Regions from separate parts of the Mus musculus genome. Here regions 2, 3, 4, 5 and 6 are each linked to region 1. Evidence: chromatin contacts called from public HiChIP or PLAC-seq and promoter capture Hi-C data. All regions are on one chromosome and are shown on one strand. Each heading gives the region's core, a stretch centred on a gene start, on an enhancer-like site or on the middle of the called end of the contact. The rest is flanking DNA. Distances are from core to core; before and after follow the strand shown. Region 1 holds the start of Srebf1 (sterol regulatory element binding transcription factor 1). Region 2 holds the start of Rasd1 (RAS, dexamethasone-induced 1). Region 3 holds the start of Myo15 (myosin XV). Region 4 overlaps Gid4 (GID complex subunit 4, VID24 homolog). Region 5 overlaps Drc3 (dynein regulatory complex subunit 3). Region 6 has its middle 20 kb from the start of Rai1.

Region 1 (3,630 bases), core at 422-2,921:
GAGCCAGAGGTCCAGGCTCTTGAGCCAACAGCCTGGGTCTGAGTTCTGTCTTGCTGTGGCTGCAAGACTTGGACATGTCATTTACCCTCTGTTTTTGGTCTCTTACTTGTAAGATAAAAGTATGTCTTCCAGCTGGGCCTGTCGGAAGGATTCAATGCAATTCTCAACCTAACACCAAGTACTCCATAAGTGTAGGCTATCCATGTTGGGATGGATGGACACCCAAACACCAAGAGGGAACTTCTAACAACTCAACACTGTACTCTCCTCCTCCCATCCCTCCTCTCACTGTTCCTAACCATGCCTGGATCTCAGGTCAGCCAAGATATCTCTAAACTTTCATTCCTCTTAAGTGTCTAGCAGTTTTTGTTCTCCGCCCCCCCCCCCCCAGACAGGGTTTCTCTGTGTAGCCCTGGCTGGCCTCGAACTCAGAGGTCCACCTGCCTCTACCTCCTAAGTGCTAGGATTAAAGGCATGTGCCACCACTGCCCGGCAGGTGACTAGCAGTAACTCCAAGCTTTGATGGCACATTTAGGTCTCTGATGAGGACGTAGGCACAGCAGTCCAAGGCTGTGTTGGATATAAAAAACAGCTTAGGTGTCTATCAACAGAGCATCAGGGGGCACAATCTACTGTAATCCCACAGGCCCCATTGTAGTTGTAGACACACAGTCATGATTATCTGGGGTGGAGGAGGATGTGGAGCAGCCTTAAACGAGCAAGAGAAATATAATGTTTTGAAACTGCTAACAGCCACCAGAGATCGTTGAACAGTCCACCTAACATGGATACATATCTTATAGTAACAATGACTTGCTGGGGTTTTTTTCTTCTCCAGATCCGCCGCCACTCCTTCCCTCCGCCCAATTGGTAGTTGTTGTTGACATGGGAGATGAATCATACTGAGCGAGTTCAAGTGATGTTTTAAAGGATCTAAGTGGCCTGGGGTGTGGCTCAGCGCAGAAAGCCTGTTAATATGTTCTAGAATCCGAGTTACTGCCCCAGAATCACAAAATTTGAAAAATATTCTAGAGAGCACCTTCTCTCTTCTATCAGATTTCCAATTCCTCAAACTCAGGTCCCGCCTAAAGGGCCTTTGCCTCCCCCTCCGCCTAAAAAGTATCTTTCCTTTCCGGTGAGGGGGCTGCTCCTTAGCTCTAGTGCACTCAAAGAGACCTCCCTGACCTCAATCCAAAGTAGCCAGATGCTTGCAAGCCAAGGTAAATGCAAATATCGGTTCGTGGACTTTCTTGGGAATTTTGGTGAACTCAAGAAATGAGAAACCCCGGGTCGGCCTGTGAACTGTACACAGGACCAGGCTTGAAGTTGAGTGGATACTCAGCGTGTCCAGAAACCTAGCCCACTGCGGTCCGGAAAGCTCAACCCTAGATCTCAGGCGCCAGATCGCGCAGTGCGCACGCGCCAAAGTTCCCGGCCAAGCGCCCTCGCCGGACGTGCGACCCTGCACAGGCCGCGCCGGAGCCCCGGGACACGCACCTTCGATGTCGTTCAAAACCGCTGTGTCCAGTTCGCACATCTCGGCCAGTGTCTGTTCCAGAGCCGCCTCACCGAAGGCCAGCTCGTCCATGGCGCCGGCGCCCACCCGGCTTCGGACTAGGCCCACGTTAAGGAAAAGTTCCCCGGAAACTGGGTTCCGCGGGCGGAGCCACCTGAGCGGAGGGGCGGGGTTTCCCATCAAGCCCCGCCCACCAGCCTGCATCCTGACAGCTCGCCTAGCGGGTTGAGACTGCCTGCCCGAGCCTGGTTTCTAGCAATCTCCTGCGGGTGCACAGGCACTGGGCCTTGGCTTCTTCTGTATCAGGCCAAGGGAGGGACCGAATGGAAGCCACAGGACTAGACCCAGCCCAGACATCGTTAGATTAAAGGGCCAGGGATGGGGGGCCCAGCATGAGGGTGGGAGCAGAGAACAGAAAACTCACTTCCTAGTCTTGCTGTTTAGAACCAGACAGTCCTGGGTCCAAAATACAGCAGATACAGGCCTGCAGTGGGGCCCCTCCACTATGTGCCTCTGTTTTCCTCATCTGTAGCCAGGGTCCAATTATCTATGAGCCAGCTGAGAGGTTAGAGAAGCATGGCCCATAAGACCTGTCCACCCTCTCAGCTTAGAAGTCTAGAAGTGGGCCTCCAGAGGAGAAGAGTTCTCAGGCAGAACCTGCAGGAGGAGGGGGTGGCTGGAACTTCTGATCTTGTCTTAATCCTATCAGTCCTACCATTGGAGCAGAGAGGACCTGAAGGGCCAGTGGGCTCGTACTACTCCTATAGAATGACTTGTGTCTCCAAAAGGATCTAGAAAAAGTGTGAATCTCAAAGTCAAGAAGGGATTCTGTGAGCCAGGCATGGTGGCACACTCTGTTAATCCCAGCACTTGGGTGGCAGAAGCAGGTAGGTTTCTGAGTTCGAAGCCAGCATGATCTACAGAGTGAGTTTCAGGACAGCCTGGGCAATACAAAGAAACCTTGTCTCAAGATACCAAAAAGAAAGAAGAGAAGAGAAGAGAAGAGAGAAGAAAAAAGAAAAAAAAGAAAGAATTCTGTAACAGAGGTCCTGAGGACCTGAGCCCAGCTACTGGGTCATATGTGACCTGGGGCCAGGCCAGGTGCCTGAATAAAGACTGAAAAGTGAACCCTGGGCCCTGTGACTTAGGAACAGGTAAAGCAAGGGAGGGAGGAGAGGTTCTTCGGCGTGGATTGAATAGACCATTCTGGCCCACAGGTGATGCAAGTTGGGAGGCAACGGCAGAACCTACGAGTCAACCAGGGAGGGTCAGGGCCCCAGGCCGCCCAGAAGCTGCCTTGCTCAGACTGCAGATACCTCGGCTGCTTTCACCTCCCAACCAATAGAGTTAGTTGGGGCAAGGAGGGAGGGTGTGCCTGGGCTTCACCAGGACACATTTTTGTTCCTTTCTCAGAGGAGCTGCTAGAAAATTACACAGGAGTTGGCAGGGCTATAAAACGCACATGGAGCCCTTGCTTTGGGGTCACCCTGCCATGTCCCACCATCAGAAGACACCCGGTTTTCTGAAAACTCAAATAGCCTGTCCCAGCCAGAAGGACTCAGAGGTCAGCTGAACCAGCACCACACCTGATGTGTAGCTGGGCTCACTGGTTTTCCCCAGTCAACTTACTAGAGCTGTCTCTGCAGGAAAGGGCAAGGTGTTTGGGGACATCACAACAGATCTGCCTTGTTCTGGAACTGTGTAAAGTGTACAGATCCACAAATACACATTTCATGGCTGCAAGAGCTAGGGCTACTGTCCTGTCTCGAAAAGCAAGAAAGAAAAAGAAAGGAAGGAAGACAAGGAAAGAAAAACCAAGCCCAAGGTGGGAGATCAGATCAACACAAATCTCTGCTCCACAGATTGGTTTACTAGGACAGCAGCCAAGGGGCATCTTTACCCTGTGCGGAAAGCTTGGAAAACTAATGTCTAACACCCCAGACCTCCAACCAAAGCTCTCTGGATTGCCTTGCTGGGCTCTTTGACGCTCAGCACACAAGCTGGTCTGGGGAGCCTGGGAAGGGCGGGGTCTCAGCCCGACCGACAGTTACCTGTGTCAGCAGGCTCAGCATTGTGCAGTCTTGGGGCATGCTAGTGACATGCCGAATACTTTT
Region 2 (3,630 bases), core at 410-2,909, 260 kb before region 1:
TTAAAGTGCAAGTTTTGTGTTTTGTTTTTCTTTTGGGTAATTGCACACACACATGTAAACAAGTCACTTGGCTATGATTGAACACCCCCCCCCCCCACCTCCAGCCAAAGTTTCCAGTTTGCTGAGGACAGAGGTGGCTGACAGCGGCCATGGCAACACCAATCACAGACAAGATAATGCCCTATTATTAGTCCTGCCCTGAAGCGAGCAGGACAGTTACTTTAAGTCTCACAGGCTGATGAACTTCACACGCTTTTTCTCAAACCTCTTGAGAAAAATGCCAAGCGCCCCTCTGCTGGGTCCTGGCATCCCAGAATCGGAGGTGACAGCTCCTGTCTTAGCTAGTTCTCTTTCCTTTCACAGCAGGTGACTGTCCCTTACTGGCTTGGTCTCCCCGGGCTGGGTCTCAGGGAGGGAAGGAGAAGGCCAATTGGCGCTCCTGTGGCACGGACCGCTAGTCCAGGAATCCGATTTGACTTTTGAACAAAAAAGGTCCTCAGGTTGTGTGGCTGACCCTGGGGGCTCCTAACTGATGACACAGCGCTCCTTGTCCTTAGCCTGGCTGCCGACACTGGTTTTTTCACGAATGTACATGAGGTCGCTGTGCACGCTGGGTCTGCGAGCAAAGGGCGCCAAGATGCCAAAGGCATCGCCGTGGTCGCCCCCGCCTCCGCTGCCCGCACGCAGAAGCTTCTTGTTCCTCAGAGCCTTCTTGTGCAGTACGTCGCAGTACTGCACAGATACCTTGCGGTGCAAGTCGGGGCTCATCTCGCTAGGCAGCTTGGCCATGGCAAAGAGCGCACGGAACATCTGGTCCAAGCTGCTGTTCTTCTTGGCTGAGATCTCGAAGTAGGCACAACGCTGAGGGTCGTCACCCACCAGCTGCTCAATCTCCCGCTGCTCTACTTCCCGGTAGAAGTCCCGGTCCCCTTTGTTACCGCAAATGACCAGCGGCACGTCCACATTCTCTTTGGTTTTGTTCTTGAGACAGGACTTGGTGTCTAGGATCTGCTGTTTGAGCCTTTGCACCTCTTCGAATGAGTCGCGGTTGTCTAAGCTGAACACCAGAATGAAAACGTCTCCTATAAGGGAACGAGTGGGAAAGGTGAGGACAGCTGCCAGGCACAGAGCTGCAGACACCCCAGGTGAAGGGGCAAGCCCCAAGCACAACACACCAGCCCCATCCACTCCCCTCAAGACTCCGGTCCCCCTATCCCCGTCGACTCCCCACTCACCTGTGAGGATAGAGAGGCGCCGCATGGCGGGAAACGGATGATTGCCGGATGTGTCCAGTATGTCCAACTGGTAGACTTCGCCGCGGATCGAGTAAAACTTTCGGTGGAAGTCCTCGATGGTAGGGGTGTAAGCATCCTCGAAACGGCCCGTGAGGAAGCGCGACACAATGGCCGTCTTGCCCACTTTGGATGAGCCGAGGATGACCATCCTGTAGCAGTTCTTGGCCGGGATACTCAGTTCAGAGTCGCTTGGGCACATCTTCTTGATCATCGCGGCCAGTTTCATTGGGTAGAGGGGCCCCAGGGGCGGATGCGTGGCCGAGAGAAGGTAGAGAGAGGGCTGCAGAGAACTCCGGAGTGACGGAAGAGCTTGGCTTCGGGACTGCGCGAGCTGGTCTGGGCTCTTGGGTACAGACAGCAGGCTCAGGCTTTCCGCGCCCCACACCGCCCTTATATTCAGTTGGCCGAAGCCCGGCCAGGCACCTCCCAGCTAAGGTGCGTCACGTCCCGCCCCCGGACGCGCCCAGCTCCTCCTAGACGCAGCGACCTCCGCCTTGGAGCCTGAGGCTCCTCTTCAGACCTACGTGCGCTGAAAGGAAAACTAAATCCAAACTACGGCCAGTGGGATCCGGCGCTTCCCACTTTTGGCCGCAGAGGTCCTGGCTGTGCCTTTGATTCACTTACCTCTGGGATCTCCATTCTCTTAACACTAGTGCACAGACACCCACTTTTCTTGGGCCTTAGTTTCCCCAAAAAATATTATCTGATGATAGCAACAGATTTGCTGGACATTTGCCCCAGGGCCAACCCCTTAGGTCCCCGGACTCTTGGTGCTCTCCTGGGCTTAGTGTCCGGTGTTTGTGGGTTTTCTATGTTATCGTCCGCGCTTTGCGCTTCAGCCACCAGAGGGAAGCAGGGAGCCCCACGGACCCGCTGGGATGCCTAAGGTTGTGGCCACTCTGGAGAGGGGCAGGAGGCTGGCTGGGGACCCTGACGGGGAGCGCTGTCATGGACTTCCTGTGCTCTACTTTCCCAACTAGAGAGAATCTGATCGATGGGGACCTCAGTAGAGGAGAGTCTGTACCTGACTTCATACTTCGAGACAAGCCCCTTTAAAAAAAAAAAATCAAAACAGGCCAGAGTACCTACAGCCTCCTATGGCTTTCGGGACTTTCCCCTCTCGTGGGCCAATTCATCGTCATTTTGCACTGAGGTGGCTGACTGGGGCCGATGATCTCAGAGGAGGCCTGGAAGCACAACCTTCACTGTAGTTCAGTTTCCCTTTCTGAAAGATGACACTGGTTCCTTGATTGTAAAGATTAAGTACAAACACGTTCCGAGACCAGGGCCTGGTCAGAACAATAAAAGTATAGTATCAGGGAGGCTGCCTAGGGGAGGAAGCCGGTGGCAGGTTGATCAGTAACCAGGACTGAGTGATGCTTGAGGAGAAACGGGACGCGTCTGCTGCTTGTAACTGACGACACAGGTGAGCTGTGTTTATTCTGCTCTGACCTCGTCTTATTTAGGAGAGGCCCAGAGACCGAGTGGCTGACAAATGCCCCTTGCCCATCCAGGCAGTCTTGGTGTCCCACAGGCAGGGCTAAAGTCATTCCCACCCATCCAGATGCTTGCACTATGATCCAGGATTTCAACAGAAACCCAGTCTCTAGATCAGCAGTGGGCATCCTGCCTGGAGCCCATGCAACGTAGGTGTATTGATTTGGTGGTCCCTGTGCTAAATGATAATGCTCTCCCTGGAGACAGAGAAGCAACACTCTGCATTTAACAGATGGGGGAACTGAAGCACAGGGAAGCACGCTGCTGGCCACCTGGCTCCCAGTCTTCCCTTCCTCCCCTCTGCCTGTGCCCCCACAACAGAGCCCACTACACAGGCTGCTGCGGTTGTCTGGCCCGTTTCAATCTAGCAGGATATCCATATTCACTCCCCTTCCTCCCAGGCTGCTTCTACATCCATATCAATTGAGGAACCCGGGACTCATCAGCTAGATCTAGGACAGGCCAGTTGGGGTGAGTCCTTCACCTCCTGGTTCCTGCCCTTGCCCCTGCTCCCCTCCCTTCACCTGGGGTGTCTGCCCTCATCTGGGAGAAGGACCTGTGCCTCAGCCAAACACAGGACTGCTGCATTCAGTAATAAGCATAGAGTGTCACTGCAGGAAGAGGCCTCTTAAGGGGGCAAGTAATGGCTGCGCACCCGGCTGAGGCCCTTCTCCTCTGCCTCCAGAAGGCACTGTGTGGAAGGCTGGGGCTCTGACTCAGGATGGGCAGAGCCAATGTCACCATTCCCCTGAGTCTTCAGTCCCAGGAAAATCCAAGGAATAAGAAGAGAGGGATGAGCTGGGCAGAGGTGGTGCACGCCTTTAATTCTAGCACTTGG
Region 3 (3,630 bases), core at 618-3,117, 250 kb after region 1:
CAGTCGGAGGGCTATACCTGCAGAAACGTTCCTGGGTGTGATTTCAAAGCTGCTTAGAGCTGGGTGTGGGTAGGGTGAAGCAAAGGACCATGCTTATGGGGCCTATGGCTGCCTTACTCATGGCTTGGACTGTCAAAGTACCTCATGTGGGATGGCTGCTCAGCACAGGGCCCAGTTTCAGGGCCTCATCTCCCTGACTTTCCTGTCCCATAGTGCCACCGCATCCATCGGTCACTGGCCAGCCAGTTCAAGTACGCCTTGGTGTGGGTAAGTCTGGGCAGGAGCTGGGTGGCAGGCTAGACCCAGCATCCTCAGGGTTAGGCTCAGCACAACATTCCCAGCAGCAGCACTGCCCCTCTGCATTGGGGACCCTTGTGTCTGTCTGTCCTACCCCATGAATAACCAGAGTTGGAAGTAGGTCTCTCCATCTCTAAGACTTAAGTGGGATCTGTCCCTGCCTAGGCCCACAGAGTTTGCACTGTAGGAGCTCCTACTTCCTTGGCATTTACCCCCTCCCCCTGCATCCTGCTGTCGTCCTCTGCAGCCTTGGCCACCCAGAGACTAACGTGTCCCCTCTGCCCTCTTCCATCAGGGTACCAGCACCAAGTACAGCCCACAGCGGGTAGGCCTGACCCACACTATGGAGCATGAGGACGTCATCCAGATTGTGAAGAAGTAGTCACGACACCTTCCTGCAGCTTGGCTCCCGGGAACTCGGCCTCCCTGGAACACACAAACGGGAAAAGTACAAACATAAACCCCAGGAAGCGATTCTTGAGTGGCTGATTCATGAGCTCCTTCAGAAACAGTGTTGGGCTAGGCAAAGCTGGGGACCAGGGCTTTGCTGAGGACATTCCCTATAAAGCCTGTGCCTGTGGCAGGCTTACTCAGCAGCCTACAGCCTGTGTCCATGCCCTGTGCCCCTTCCGGGCACTCAAGGAGCTTAGTTACCCACATCCTCCCAGCCAGACCTAAGCTGACCCTGGCTCAAGTAGGGTCCCTGAGGCTCCTGAGAACAACTCTAGCACATAGTGGCCTCAGGATGAAGCCTCCCACAGGTCCTCCCAACACAGGGCTGTCCCTCATGGAAGCCAGGGCCCAGCCAAAGTGTCCTAAAGTGCCTCCCCCTTGGAGCCCCTCCCAGAACAGCCTCCTCCTGCCTGGGTGGGACCTCTGAGTCTGGCTCCATTTCCTTCTAAGCTCCTATGTCTGCCCTCCTTTCTGAAATAAAATTAAAAAAAAAAAAAAAGGGGTGCGGGGAAGCGGTTCCTTCCCAGACCAGACTTAGGGAACTTGTGTTTCTGTGCTTGGTCCAGTGGGAATGGGGAGTGGGACAGCAGGAACCTGGAAAGGAATGGGCATAGCTTGGGCTTCTGAGGGACTGGCCTGGGCCTGGGTAACCAGAAAAAGGCAGAATCTGCCCAGCACAAGACTGCCTAGAGGCTGTAGGTCCCCTCTGCCCCCCATGGCCTTTCTAGAGGCCAGCATCCGCTGCCAGAGTAGATGGCATCCTTAGGACGCCCTTGAGACTGTTAGATTCACAAAAGGCTTCTCTGAGTGCAGGGCAGCTGATGCTCAGGCAGCCGGAGGCCCCGATGGTGCTGGCTAGGTCCTGTGCTTCTCTGTAGACAGTGCACAGGTGCTCTTGGCTGCCTGAGAAGTAGGGCTTTGGGCTGCATTACCCTATTTCTCTATAATCACCAGGAAGGGAGAGAGCTCTAAGGCTGGAGCCAGACTGCAGCTCAGCCTACTACTTGCTTTCCAGGCTGTTCCTAGTTCCCATGTCAGCTGCTTGTGCTTTCCAGAGACAAAACAGGAATAATAGATGTCATTAAATATACATTGGGCCCCAGGCGGTCAATGTGGCAGCCTGAGCCTCCTTTCCATCTCTGTGGAGGCAGACATAGGACCCCCAACAAACAGCATGCAGGTTGGGAGCCAGCCACAGGACCCAGGTAAGGGGCCCTGGGTCCTTAAGCTTCTGCCACTGGCTCCGGCATTGCAGAGAGAAGAGAAGGGGCGGCAGAGCTGAACCTTAGCCTTGCCTTCCTGGGTACCCTTCTGAGCCTCACTGTCTTCTGTGAGATGGGCAAAGTGCGGGTGTGACTCCTTGGCAACGGTGTTACACCAGGGCAGGTAAAGTTGTAGTTATTTGTGGGGTACACCAGGACTGTTAAAGGTGTAACTATTGGTGCAGTACACCAGGACAGGTAAAGATGTAGCTATTTGTGGGTATACCAGGACAGGTAAAGGTGTAACTATTTGTGGGGTACACCAGGACTGTTAAAGGTGTAACTATTGGTGCAGTACACCAGGACAGGTAAAGATGTAGCTATTTGTGGGTACACCAGGACAGGTAAAGGTGTAACTATTTGTGGGGTACACTAGGACAGGTAAAGGTGTAACTATTGGTGCAGTACACCAGGACAGGTAAAGATGTAGCTATTTGTGGGTACCAGGACTGGTAAAGGTGTAGCTATTTATTTCAGCTCCTTTCCCTAAGGACTCAAGGGAAGGAATCCCACACAGCAGGGGCTTTCCCTGCTCAGCTTCAGGGAAAGCCTCAGCCCTAGGAGATGCTGTTTGGTCCATGAGCTCCCTGAGCAGCAGCCTAGCCCAGGCCTGTTCAGTTCTTCCCGTGCGGCTGGAAAAGATGAAAGCTGGGTCGGGGACAGTTCTGACTGGATTCTGGCTTGACTCCTGGACTGGCTGTGTGTTTTTCAGGTTTCCCCATCTGTCCTGTCCTGGGCTGTGTGATCTAGCCATTCTGGTCCTACAGTCTAAGCCTGTATGTAAGGGGTGTTCACCTATGTCACTAAGGTACTATTAGCCACCCTGATCCCTTTCTGTAACTCTCATTCCAGCCATCCTTCAGCAGAAACCCCCAAGTTCTCTCTCAAAATCCTAGGGACATAAAGCCCAGGTCAGGGTGAGCAGGGCTGCTTTTCTCTGACCTCTCCTTGCTTTCAAAGATTTCTTTTCGCTGCGTTCCCAAGTGTCCTTCCTGTGTACCTTCACCCGGAAAGTTAAATGCCCCACACTGTCTTCCCTTTTGTCCACTTCCCTTCCGTGACTCAGTTTCCCAGTTGCAGTTGCCTCACCTGTCAGTGTCTCCCACCCAATGGTGCCTCATGTTTCGAAACTATGATTGCAGCCATGCTTTCTTGGCTTTACCAGGCTCAACACAGCTGCCTGCAGCTCTCTGTCTCCTCTTGTGTCTCCCTCCTGCGCTGTTCTCGGGGATTAGTGTCTCCTTTTGCAAGTATGCAGTCTCACAAATAAATAGGATTTATAACAGACTCGGGAGAAAGTTTGGGGACAATTTGATTGGAGTCTGAGAGAAAAGCATCCGAATAAGCAGCTGGGACCCCGTGGCTGATGGGAGGGTAGGTAGGACAAAGTCGTGGTCTGAGTGACAAGGAAAGCAGGTGCGCTCTGCAGTGTCCTTAGCAAGAGAATGGCTGGGCGTGGTGCCACATGCCTGCAATCCCAGCACTTGGGAGGCAGAAGCAGGCGAATCTCTGGGTTCACAGCCAACTTGGTCTACTGAGAGAGTTCCAGGACAGCCTGGGCTATACCGAGAGAGAGAGAGAGAGAGAGAGAGAGAGAGAGAGAGAGAGAGCATAGACA
Region 4 (3,630 bases), core at 466-2,965, 220 kb after region 1:
TTTGCTTTTGTTTGGTTGGTTCTTTGCGTTTTGTTTTAGATTTATTATTTTATGTGTCTTGAATGTTTTGCCTGCATGTATGTGTGTGGGTGCTGGGAACCAAACCTGGGTCTTTGCTTATGCAAGAGCAAAAATTTCCTTAACCACTGAGTCAACTCTCTAGTCCTATTCATTTTATGTCTGCAGATAGATAAGTAGATAGATAGACAGTGTATAGGTTCCTTGTAGGAGGGTGTGGCTATGCATGTACATAGAGCCAGAGGTCGACACCAGATATCTTCCTCTATAGTTCTGCACATTTTTTTGAGGCAGTCTCTCTCTAAACTGAGAGCAACTCTAGCATTGTAGGTGTATACATCCTTCCTGGCTTTTATGTGGGCATTAGGGATCTAAGCTCAAGGTACTTTACCAACTGAGCCATCTCCTCAGTCCCTTTGTTTGTGTTTGTCTTTTGTTTGGGTAAAACAGAACTTCTCTGTTGCCCTGGCTGGTATAGAACTTACTATGTAGACCAAACTAATCTTGAACTCAGGAATCCTCTTGACTCCACCTCCCACGTATACTAGAATTAAAAGTACATACTACCAGCCAGGTGTAGTAGCGCACGCCTTTAATCCAGCACTTGGGAGGCAGAGGCAGGCGGTTCTCTGAGTTCCACGCCAGCCAGGAACCAAAAAAAAAAAAAAAAGAAAGAAAGAAAAGAAAAAAGGAAAGTCACATACTCCCTTGTCCAACACCATTTTGTTTTGTAAGCTATGTATTCTAGGCTGGCGTTGAATCCCTGTGTAGCTGAACATAACACTGTGCTCTTGATCCTCCTATCTCCAGCCTTCCCAGTGCTGGGACTTACCTTGACAGTCCTCGCCCATCCGTATTTTTGTTTTGTTGTGTTTGAGACAGGGTCTCATTATGTAGTTCTGGCTGGCCTGGAACTATGTAGACAAGGTAGGCCTTGAACTCAGAGAGATCTCTACTTCCTGAGGTTTGGGATTAAAGGTGTGTGCCACCATGCCCAGCGCCACTCTATATTTCTTTGCTGAAGTCCCACTAGTCCATTTTTACTTTATATGTTCTGATGGGGTACTCTAGAACTGTGCCCATTCTCACCCTTTAGACCTTATCCACTGGCTGTGTTTACTGGGCACACAATCAAGTAGCTCTTTGTCCATCTAGCTGTCCTCTCATGAGCTCAGACACCCACCTTTCCTTGTATGGATCACTGAGACTCTTCTTTCTGTTGTTTTTAGGGCAAGTTTCTGGCTTTTTATCAGTATGCAAAATCATTTAATTCAGACGACTTTGATTATGAAGAACTGAAAAATGGGGATTATGTCTTCATGAGGTGGAAGGTAAGATTCTGCCCAGGCCATCTCCCGAAACACCCATATGCCAGATTCTAGAGCACCCACACACACTTCTTCTTGCAGGTTATGCCCTCCCCACAGGGACCCTCCATGCTGGTTGCTTAATGCCGTGTCTTCATGACAGGGTACCTACATACTTGTAAGCACCAGTGGTGTGGTAGCTGCAGAGCACACCTTAGTAAACTGGTTATGCTGTTTAGTGGGCAGCAGGCATATTTATGCCAGTAGGCACCGCTGACCAGTATCCTCTTTTTTCACCCAAGAATCCTGTGAGCCTCCAGGCTGAGTCATCCAAGTGTTCTGGGGACTCAGGGAAACTGCTTGAACCTAGTCATCACTGCGTCCTGTTCCTGCCAGGAGCTTAAATGTCATCAGAATGACTGCTCTCCAACCACATCCTCTACCAAGGGCTTCTGCTTCCCACAGCTCAGGAAATGAGGAGCCAGGAGTGGAGCATGAGCCCTTGACTCCCTCTAGGGTTTCAATGGATTGGTCTTTGCCTGAGAGTCCTATGCCTCTCGTGGCAATATGCTGTCTACAACCACATGAATGCAAGTCCACGTAGCATCTCCAGTCCCCATTGTCTGATAAATAAAGGAGACAGAAAGCTACTTCAATATGACAGTATATTACAGTGTTCATAAAGATCAGGCAGCTAGGGCTGGAGAGACGACTCAGCGGTTAAGAGCACTGACTGCTCTTCCAGAGGTCCTGAGTTCAATTCCCAGAAACTACATGCTGGCTCATAACCATCTATAATGGGATCTGATGCCCTCTACTGGTGTGTTTGAAGTCAGCTACAGAGTACTCATGTACATAAAATAAATAAAATTAAAAGAAAAAAGAAACAAAAAAGGTCAGGCAGGTAAAGTACCATTTGCTTGCTGTCTGTGCTTTGTGACTGATCATTTTGGATATGGGCTATCATTTTTTCACTAGACAGTCACTGGATAGCTCACAGCGAGCTTCCCTCTCTAGTCCCTCTGCCATCCAATGTGTATTAGCTCACTCTGTTATCCAGCACCTGCTGAGCCTCCTGCCTCAGCCTTCTCTACAGTGGGAAACATACCAACAAATCCTTGAAAGCACCAGCTCTGATTTTTAGATTATTATTTTTTCCTGTGCTGAGGAAGTAACTCAGGGTTTTCACATGCTAGGCAAATGTTCTACTACTAAGCTAGACCTCAGCCCTAAATTAAACTTTAAAATGATATTTGAAGGTTGAAAAAGGGAGAAAAGAGTGTCCATTAAAAAAAAAAATACTGGAGAAGATGGAGAGTGTTTGTGGTAGAGCATTTGTCTAGCACGCACAAAGTCCTGAGTTTCATCCCAGCATTGAAAATTAAATAAAAAGTTTGTTAAAGCAGTGGATTTGTCTCCAGATAATTTCTCTTTTGTCCGGTCACCTGACGCCCTGGGCTTCTGACTCTGTCTCCCAGAGACCAGGAGCAAGGGCATAGCCTTTCACTGCTTGTTGCCAGTTTAGATGGCAGATGCCTGTCTTTGTGGCACAAATGGTGCTGTTTCTTGGCTTTGGTGAGGTATCATGGGCATTCTTAATTCAGTCTGACCAGAAACTCCAGTAGATGTGCTTACCTCATTGTTAGAGGCAATCAAAACCCAGTGACAGGTCCTGGGAACCAGAACTGAAATTTATTCTTTCTAGGTTATTCTGTCAATGGTCTCCAAGAGGTACCAGGTGGGTAGGCAAGTAGGCAGGAAAGTAGTATGGATTGGTCGGTTAGATCCAGAGCTATGTTTCTGTGGGCTTACCACAGTAGGTAGGATACTGCAGTAACCGTGAACACCACCCCCAAACCAGGCAGAAACCCAGCAGTTGAATAGGACCATGTGATCATGGTTTTTTGTCTTGTTTGGGGGCTTTTGTTATTAATTGTTTTGTTTCTAGCAGTCTTTAGAACTCTCTGGTGTCTTACTGGAAAGGGAAGGTCTTGACTGGTCCCATATCTGTGTGCAGGAGCAGTTCCTAGTCCCGGACCACACAATCAAAGACATCAGCGGTGCTTCCTTTGCTGGTTTCTATTACATCTGCTTTCAGAAGTCAGCAGCCTCCATAGAGGGCTACTACTACCATCGGAGCTCAGAATGGTAAGGACCTGTGGCCAGTACTACCTCAGACATTGGCCTCAACTCCAGCTGTCACATCTGGAAGGAGATTCTCCCAGTCTACTTCTGTCCAAATCTTGTACTCTTTGTGTGTGTTGAGGTCATTTAGATGGTTTCACATTGAAAAGGGACTCTTTCC
Region 5 (3,630 bases), core at 428-2,927, 160 kb after region 1:
ATTTATTTATTTATTTATTTATTTCTATTTTATGTGTACGGGTGTTTTGTCTGCCTGTGTGTCCGTGCCCTGCTTACATGCCTGGTACCCAGAGAGGCCAGAAGAGGGCATCAGAGCCTCAGGAACAGGATTTACAGTTTTGAGCTACCATATGGGTGCTGGGAATTGACCCTAGGTTCTCTGGAAAAGTAGCAAGTGTTTTTACCTGCTGAGCTATCTATTCAGCCCTATGAATCAGTTTTTAAAGCTTGATTTGCACAGACTGCCCCCAACCTTGGCTCCCATCTCTCCCGATAAGAATATCTTCCCTCCTCCTGGCACTGTGAAAGAGGCTGGCCCACAGGAGTTTCATCTTCTTCTTCCAGGGAGGTAAGGGTAGGTCTGAGTGCTCTTTTCATGCTTGCCACTTCCAGGTGCCTTTGTATACAGTGTGCCAGAGCAGCAGGCAGCGTCCCCAGAGCTGTCAGAGCTAGCACATGGCAGGCTGACACTTGAACTTGGCCCTTCACCTCTAGACTCTAAGTTTTTACCCATAAAACCAAATCATCACTTCCTACTACACTGTTAACTACTGAGTCCCCCCAAGTGCGGATTTCTATTTGTAGAACTTAAATGCCATCCGGGAAGAGACTGATCTGTCCAACATCGAGAAGAAGCTGACGGAGTGCACTGAGAGCATCGGTGAGCTGTTCAACACACTCATGATCCTGGAGATGCAGCTGGTGGAACAGCTGGAGGTAGAGTCAGACTAGCATATATCCAGGGGCCCCCGCATGCAGCTGCAGAACCCTGCAAGCACGCCCTCCACAGGCTCCTCTCCCCTGTGTCCAGTGTGACCCAGTGGACACACAGGAGAGGACTGGACAGATGGAGACTGGTGGGTCACTAGCACTCACTGGCCAAATGGCTTAGTAAACATGAAGAGTTCCAGGCCAGCGAGAGAAAAAGGCGAACGGTGCCTGAGGTTGTCCTTTGCCTTCATCCAGGGCCACAGGCACATATAATGTGTACACCCCACCATATAATGAGCATGAGCATGTATACATACTCATATGTGAGTGCATGCACGTGCACACATGCACACACACATGTGCACACACACACACACACACCACAAAATCACCTTTTACCAAAATTATTAAAATACCTTAAAGTCAGGGGCTGGGTATAGCTCAGTGCTTGCTTTGCACAGACAAGGCCCTGGATTCCATCCTCAGCAATGCAAAAGAGAGGGGGTGGGGCGAGGAGGGAGAGGAGACAGGAGGAAAAGGAACACACTGCTCTCTTTGCTGCCTCGGAAAGGATTCTTATGGAGAATGAGAGGTGAACTCAGTCCTCTGAAAATCTCCCCTCCTCCATCCTAAAACAGGCTCAGCAGAGTACAGATTTCTTATTAGACCCAAGGGGAAGTTCAGGAGCTTATAAGACAGGTGGACCTGCACTCGGGAGACAAACAAAGGCTCATCAGTGCCGCAGCCTGTGCCTGCTGTCTCGGGGTGGGCGATGTCGGGAGGCTGCCGCTTGGCCCCAACTTGGGAGAATGAAAAAGCCCAGGCATCTCAAGAGCATCTGTGTGCCAGGGTGACTTGTGTGTGTGCACGCAGCCAGGCTGGGGGCTGGACGCTGCATGATGAATTGGACCTCCTCAGATGCTGCCACAGCCGGGCCAAGAGCCGGTGCCTAATCAATTCCTCACACATCAAATGGCACTTCCTACGCAGAATGGATCTGCTGTCGCACAGCACAGCAGCCGCTCGTTTCCCACTGGGAACTGCTCTGCTCAAGTACTGCAGAAGCAGTGCATGCAGGGGAGGGTTGCTGGGGGCTTCCAGTCCTTTCAAGCAGGGAGATTATTTTCAGTGGCCAAACACTTCTCAGGTTCTTGCTCTCATCCTGGCCATGTTGCCAGTCACCTGGTCACCTGAAGCTGGAAGATTCTAGTCCGTGCTTCCAACAACCTTACTTGTATTCATCAAAATGCTGTGCATGAGCGCGCGCGCGCGTGCACACACACACACACACACACACACACACACACACACACACACGAGAATGGGCTCATTTGTACTGCATACAGACAGGTTTTGGGCTCCTGTGATGCCCTGCATCAGTGCTGAGGCTATGAAGGGTCAGGAAAGCGTCTTCCAGAGGAGGGTTCCTAATCACGTTCTTATTACTCTCTCAACAATATTGAGATTTGTTTTGGCCCCAAGTGCTCTGCTAAGCACTAGGGACAGCAGTTAGTTGTTGGAAGTCTAGGGTGACTGTCAGCACTTACCCAAGCTCCTGGATCTGCCAGATATGTGGTAAATCATTATGCATGATATAGCTCATTTACCCCACTAGCCACCATGGTACTACATAGAAAAACTGTCTCATATGTGAGGAAGTAGAGGCCGAGAGAGATTAAATGAGCTCTCTGGAATAGAGCTGGCTCTCGAAATTGCTCTCCATGGCCCTTGTGGAGAGGATGGGCAGATGCTGCTGAGAGGCCTAGAAGGAAAGGCTTCATTCAGGGGGGAGGGGGTGCGGCCAGGATATTTGGTCCTGGTGGAGGCAGCTACATGGGCAAGAGGCCCAGGACAGGGCTGGCAAGATGGTCCTGCTCAGTGGAGAAAGGTTCTTATCACCAAGCCTGATGACCTCAGTTTGATTCCAGGGACCCGTGTGGTTAAGGAAAGGACAGACTCCAGCAAACTGTCCTCTGACCTACACACGCACACACACACACACACACACACACACACACACACACAGAGAGAGAGAGAGAGAGAGAGAGAGAGAAGTGTAAATTAAAAAAATAAAACAAAACAAAACAAAAAAAACAGCCGGGCAGTGGTAGCTCACGATTTTAATCACAGCACTTGGGAGGCAGAGGCAGGCGGATTTCTGAGTTCGAGGCCAGCCTGGTCTACAGAGTGAGTTCCAGGACAGCCAGGGCTACACAGAGAAACTCTGTCTCGAAAACAAAACAAAACAAAACAAAAACAAACAAAACCACACACACACACACACAAAACAAAAAAAAAAACAAAAACAAACAAAAAACCCACCTAAAACCCAGTGGCAGTAGCCATAGAGATGCTTATTGGTTAAAAGCACTTGTTGCTCTTGCAGAGGGCCTGACTTTGGTTCCTAGAACCCTCATGGCAGCTCTCAAAGTTGGTAGCTCCAGTTCTAGAGGATACAGTGCCTCTTTCTGACTTCTGTAGGCACCAGGCAGACACATGGCACATACACATACATGCAGGCAAAATATTCAAATGCATACAATAAGTAAATCTAAAAAAAAAAAAAAAGCAATAGTGACAACATGAACATTCAAGGGGGTGGTGAACTGAGACTGGAAAGCGACAGAACTCTGGGAGCGGGTGAGGGGCAGGGGCAAGGGTCAGTCCTTAGCCATCTGCCCTACAAAGGCAAGGAGTCTGTGATTTGCCGGGCGTGGTGGCGCACGCCTTTAATCCCAGCACTCGGGAGGCAGAGGCAGGCGGATATCTGAGTTCGAGGCCAGCCTGGTCTACAGAGTGAGTTCCAGGACAGCCAGGGCTACACAGAGAAACCCTGTCTTGAAAAACCAAAAAAAAAAAAAAAAAAAAAAAAAAAAAAAAAAAAGAGTCTGTGATTTGA
Region 6 (3,630 bases), core at 617-3,116, 140 kb before region 1:
TTACTTTTAGAATGGCTGGTACAAGTGACCCTGTTTTTGTTGTTGGCTTTGACAAATGGTCCCACTGTATAGCCCAGGCTAGCCTCAAGCTCAGGACCCTCCTGTTTTAGCTTCCCAGTTCTGAGATTATGAGAATATACCACCCCATCCAGTGTAATCTCACTTCAATTCTGACAGGATCTCCCTACCCGCTGGACTCTGAACAGTTTCCTCCAAATATATCACTAGTCAGTCAGCCCAGCATCTGGCTTTGGTTGTCTCTCATCACGGAGGTGAAAAGTGTTCTAGTTTATCTGGCCTGATCTTGCATGGAGGTTGAGGGCAAGGTAAGTGGAAAACCTTTGCTGCTCCCTTCCCCTTTTAGTTAAATTCAAACAACAAAGAGCTATAGAAGAAGGAGCTGCTAGGAGCTGAAGTGGAGCTTACCTGGAGTCTGGGCTCAAGTTTAAGTCTCTCTGTCCTGTGGGTGATGTCCTAGCTTCTCAAAACACTGCTTAGGTTATTTTGTTTGAAGTCTCTTTTCTGGGATCTGGAGAGATGGCTCAGTGGCTAAGAGCACTGGCTGCTCTTCCAGAGGACCAATTCCCAGGTTCAACTCCCAACACGCACATGGCAGCTCACAACTATCAGTATCTCTAGCTCCAGAGGAGCTGACACCCTCACACCGACACACATCAATATACATTTAAATAAATTATCCAAAAGGAGAAGTCTCATTCCTGCAGAATGTCAAAGGTCCGCAGCACACAACATAACGAGGAGAACACAGAGCACAGCCAGGAGAGAAAACTTCAAAAAATCATTTTTGAAAAATTAGTACTTACTTGAGGCAGGGTCCATGAGCTGGGTTGTAAATTCATGAGGGAAGCATCAAAACGACGGGTAATTGACAAAAGAATCTATTTCTTGTCGTTGCACAGAACCGCTTAGGGTGATAATTATGGTCGGCAGCATTCTGCCAGGATTGTCAAGCTAGCCCACCTTTCTTCTCAGACGCACACTTACATTTGTTTCAGTCAGGGCAATGGGCTGTGGTTATCTACAATTTCCCATTTAACTGTTTAGGGCTGGTCTGGAAGTCAATATGTAGACCAGGATGGCCTTCAACTCACAGATATTTTACATGTCTTTGTCTCTGTCTCCAAAGGGCTAGGACTAAAGGTGTGCAGCATCATGCCAAGGTCATTTTAAATTGCAATTTTTAGGTGGTTTGGTGTTTTGCTTGCATGGATGCCTGTGGACCACATGAGTGCAGTACCCATGGAGGCCAGTAGGGGGTGGTGGATCCCCTGGGATTGGAGTTAAAGGTTGGTATACTGATGCTAGGACTCGAACTCCATCTCATCTCAGCTTTTTGGCTAAGATCAAGTGTAGGAATCGAACTCCAATCCTTTAGAAGAGCAACCAGTGCTCTTAACTCTTAACCACTGAGCCATCTCTCCAGTACTATCAATCATTGTGTTTGTTTTTTTGTTTGTTTTAAAGAATAAACAAACTGATTTTCCCACCTTCCTGCAAATTTTGTGATCACAGTTTGTTTGTTTTTTACAGCCAAATAAAACTCCACTGTGTATATGAACCACACGACCCGCTCATCTGTTGGTGGTTAACTAAGATAGTTACAGTTCCTTATTATTGTGAACAGAGCAGCAGTGAGCATGATGCACACGTGTCTCTGTGGGGCACAGAGTCCTTTGGGGACTTGCCCAGGAGAACAAGCTGTCTTTGAAATAAAGTAAAATGTGCTTGTTTACAGCTACCCTCCCTAGATGACCAATGTCTAATACCTTTTCCTCACCAAAGAGGTTCTTTATGAAGTGCAGTATCTGAACATGTCGAGTTATCGTTGCTTAAAGAGGACAAGCCATAATGTAATTAGAGGCACATGAACACAAGCCCGGGAAACTTCACACTGAGCAGTCTGCTTCAGTGGGTGTGGGGGCACACAGCTTTGATCCCAGTACTTAGCAGTCAGAAGCAGGAGAATCAGAAGGAGTTCAAGGTTCATCCTCGGCTACATAACAAGTACAAGGCTAGCCTGGGCTACATGAAACCAGGAAAGAATGGAGGGAGAGAGGGAGAGAGGGAGGGAAGGAAAGAAAAGGAAACTAGTCTGGAAGACATCAGCTTGGCAAAATGTTCTCCTAAGTTTTGTATTATAGAAGGTTTATATTAAGAACATAAACACATTCAATATACAATACACATGATAATTAGTATCGCATTTCTTTTCTGTGGTATTCTGTTAGAGTACTGTAAAACCGACGAAAAGAGTCACATTCCAAGTACCTGGGTGCATGGGAATTTTGGGAGGGTTCTATTCAGTCTGTGGCTCCACCATGGAACTCTCATCTCCTCCCCTCCCTCTCCTGCCTCGTTCTGTCATTTTTTCCCTAAGCTAATGCTACCTTTGGCTCTGGCTGGCTCTTCTGCTCAGCGGCTCCTCCCCTAGAGCCTTTGGTAGCTCTGTCTCTTTACTCATCCATCATCCTTCTCCCAGACTCATTCCCATTCATAAATGTATGCCTTTCCCATCCTCGCCTCGGTGGATGTGTCAGTGTTCATCACTGTGACAAAGCTCCTGTGATACCAAGGTCTGAGAGCTTCCGGTCCACAGTTGGTTGGTCTATTGTGATGAAGCAGAGCATCATGATGGAATCAAGAGAGTCTGACAGAGTTGACTACCTCTTAGTGTCTAGAAAGCAAGGAAGCAGGATCCCAGGTTCTTTCTAGGGGAGTACCACCGGTGACTTAACTTCCTCTCCATGGGGACTACCTTCTTATGCCCCACCACCACCTGCAGGCCGGTGGACAAGCTTTAGCTTGTGGACCTTGTCTTAGTTAGGGTTTTACTGCTGTGAACAGACACCATGACCGATACAACTCTTATAAAGGACAACATTTCATTGGGGCTGGCTTACAGGTTCAGAGGTCCAGTCCATTATCATCAAGGTGGGAGCATGGCAGCGTCCAGGCAGGTATAGTGTAGGAGGAGTTGAGAGTTCTACCTCTTCATCTGAAGGCTCCTAGTGGCAGACTGACTTCCAGGCAGCTAGGGTGACGGTCTTAAGTCCATGCCCACAGTGGCACACCTACTCCAACAAGGCCATGCCTCATAGTAGTGCCACTCCTTGGGCCAAGCATATACAAGCCATCACAGACCTCTAGGGACATTGAACATTGAGTCCTAACTGACCATGGTTGAGAGGCCCAGAGCTCTAACTTCTTCAACCTTTTCAAATACATTTCTAAACAGTGAGGTTGCTAAGCTCCCAGCCAGATGTGAACTTGACTCTGGCCAGTAAAGGCACTGACTCCCTTGGCCAGGAAGAAGGGAGTTTGGCCAAGGCTCCTCCTCCTGGAAAGACACAAATCTCTCAGCAACACCCCTGGACGCAGCCTCCAGCTTTGCAAGACTGGGAGGATGCCATAGTGAATAGAGGTCCTGGCCAGGCCTCAGAGCTGAGTCCTGACTTCCTAATGTCTGGGTGAACAGCAGAGATAGCAGCTTTTGCAAATGCTGGAGAGACAAGCAAGGCAAAGCAAGGTATCCATCTGCAAGCCTGGCTCACAGTGGGGGTGGGGTGGGGTGGGGTGGGGGGAGCTTTGCATCACACCTCTGCTAGTTTG

What was found. Promoter capture Hi-C pulls out the DNA fragments that hold promoters and counts their contacts. HiChIP or PLAC-seq counts read pairs in DNA pulled down with a chosen protein or histone mark. Capture Hi-C pulls out chosen DNA fragments and counts their contacts.
Region 2: a promoter capture Hi-C map of liver shows a contact between it and region 1. The contact joins the promoter of Rasd1 here to the promoter of Srebf1 in region 1. A contact is called at or near these places in 4 of 39 promoter capture datasets (the C10 cell line, cranial neural crest, embryonic stem cells and 1 more), 1 of 484 Hi-C or Micro-C datasets (nephron progenitors), 5 of 115 datasets of contacts at active chromatin or transcription factors (bone marrow-derived macrophages, effector CD8 T cells, embryonic stem cells and 2 more) and 2 of 9 other capture datasets (liver and pancreatic islet).
Region 3: a contact with region 1 is called in an H3K4me3 HiChIP or PLAC-seq map of bone marrow-derived macrophages, with 2.9 times the contacts expected there. The contact joins the promoter of Myo15 here to the promoter of Srebf1 in region 1. A contact is called at or near these places in 1 of 484 Hi-C or Micro-C datasets (the G1E-ER4 cell line), 6 of 115 datasets of contacts at active chromatin or transcription factors (bone marrow-derived macrophages and embryonic stem cells) and 3 of 9 other capture datasets (adipose tissue, liver and pancreatic islet).
Region 4: an H3K4me3 HiChIP or PLAC-seq map of bone marrow-derived macrophages shows a contact between it and region 1, with 2.7 times the contacts expected there. The contact joins the enhancer-like site here to the promoter of Srebf1 in region 1. A contact is called at or near these places in 4 of 39 promoter capture datasets (the C10 cell line, the HPC-7 cell line, cranial neural crest and 1 more), 3 of 484 Hi-C or Micro-C datasets (CD4 T cells, bone marrow-derived macrophages and myocytes), 15 of 115 datasets of contacts at active chromatin or transcription factors (CD8 T cells, the HPC-7 cell line, the SCID.adh cell line and 9 more) and 1 of 9 other capture datasets (adipose tissue).
Region 5: a contact with region 1 is called in a promoter capture Hi-C map of cranial neural crest. The contact joins the enhancer-like site here to the promoter of Srebf1 in region 1. A contact is called at or near these places in 6 of 39 promoter capture datasets (cranial neural crest, embryonic stem cells, hematopoietic stem and progenitor cells and 3 more), 2 of 484 Hi-C or Micro-C datasets (embryonic stem cells and nephron progenitors), 7 of 115 datasets of contacts at active chromatin or transcription factors (the SCID.adh cell line, embryonic basal ganglia, embryonic forebrain and 4 more) and 2 of 9 other capture datasets (adipose tissue and liver).
Region 6: an H3K4me3 HiChIP or PLAC-seq map of the SCID.adh cell line shows a contact between it and region 1, with 19 read pairs. The contact joins the enhancer-like site here to the promoter of Srebf1 in region 1. A contact is called at or near these places in 8 of 39 promoter capture datasets (the C10 cell line, the HPC-7 cell line, HPC-7-derived erythroid cells and 5 more), 1 of 484 Hi-C or Micro-C datasets (bone marrow-derived macrophages), 32 of 115 datasets of contacts at active chromatin or transcription factors (the 230-238 cell line, the HPC-7 cell line, the NIH/3T3 cell line and 19 more) and 5 of 9 other capture datasets (adipose tissue, embryonic stem cells, liver and 2 more).

What each region holds. Positions count from the first base shown.
Region 1 is chr11:60,218,956-60,222,585 of GRCm38.p6, forward strand. It overlaps Srebf1 (sterol regulatory element binding transcription factor 1), which reads right to left and starts at 1,672. Exons shown (of 19, transcript NM_011480.4): 1 at 1,498-1,672. The coding sequence starts at 1,588.
Region 2 is chr11:59,963,285-59,966,914 of GRCm38.p6, forward strand. It overlaps Rasd1 (RAS, dexamethasone-induced 1), which reads right to left and starts at 1,660. Exons shown (of 2, transcript NM_009026.5): 1 at 1,236-1,660; 2 at 1-1,082. The coding sequence starts at 1,521. The coding sequence ends at 526. It overlaps Med9 (mediator complex subunit 9), which reads left to right. Exons shown (of 2, transcript NM_138675.3): 2 at 1-22.
Region 3 is chr11:60,467,472-60,471,101 of GRCm38.p6, forward strand. It overlaps Myo15 (myosin XV), which reads left to right and starts at 1,868. Exons shown (of 65, transcript NM_001103171.1): 1 at 1,868-1,955. It overlaps Drg2 (developmentally regulated GTP binding protein 2), which reads left to right. Exons shown (of 13, transcript NM_021354.2): 12 at 214-267; 13 at 593-1,283. The coding sequence ends at 679.
Region 4 is chr11:60,435,101-60,438,730 of GRCm38.p6, forward strand. It overlaps Gid4 (GID complex subunit 4, VID24 homolog), which reads left to right. Exons shown (of 6, transcript NM_025757.4): 4 at 1,248-1,349; 5 at 3,343-3,473. Among named protein-coding and RNA genes, the nearest start is that of Drg2, 18 kb to the right of the region's middle. Within about 2 kb of position 1,716, at least 52 of the 459 cell types and tissues checked have an H3K27ac peak or open chromatin away from gene starts, as enhancers often do. A contact at or near this core is called in bone marrow-derived macrophages and myocytes, where this site is marked.
Region 5 is chr11:60,383,609-60,387,238 of GRCm38.p6, forward strand. It overlaps Drc3 (dynein regulatory complex subunit 3), which reads left to right. Exons shown (of 14, transcript NM_029044.2): 10 at 606-737. Among named protein-coding and RNA genes, the nearest start is that of Atpaf2, 32 kb to the right of the region's middle. Within about 2 kb of position 1,678, at least 66 of the 459 cell types and tissues checked have an H3K27ac peak or open chromatin away from gene starts, as enhancers often do. A contact at or near this core is called in embryonic forebrain and forebrain, where this site is marked.
Region 6 is chr11:60,083,510-60,087,139 of GRCm38.p6, forward strand. No RefSeq gene overlaps it. Among named protein-coding and RNA genes, the nearest start is that of Rai1, 20 kb to the right of the region's middle. Within about 2 kb of position 1,867, at least 22 of the 459 cell types and tissues checked have an H3K27ac peak or open chromatin away from gene starts, as enhancers often do. A contact at or near this core is called in the 230-238 cell line and pro-B cells, where this site is marked.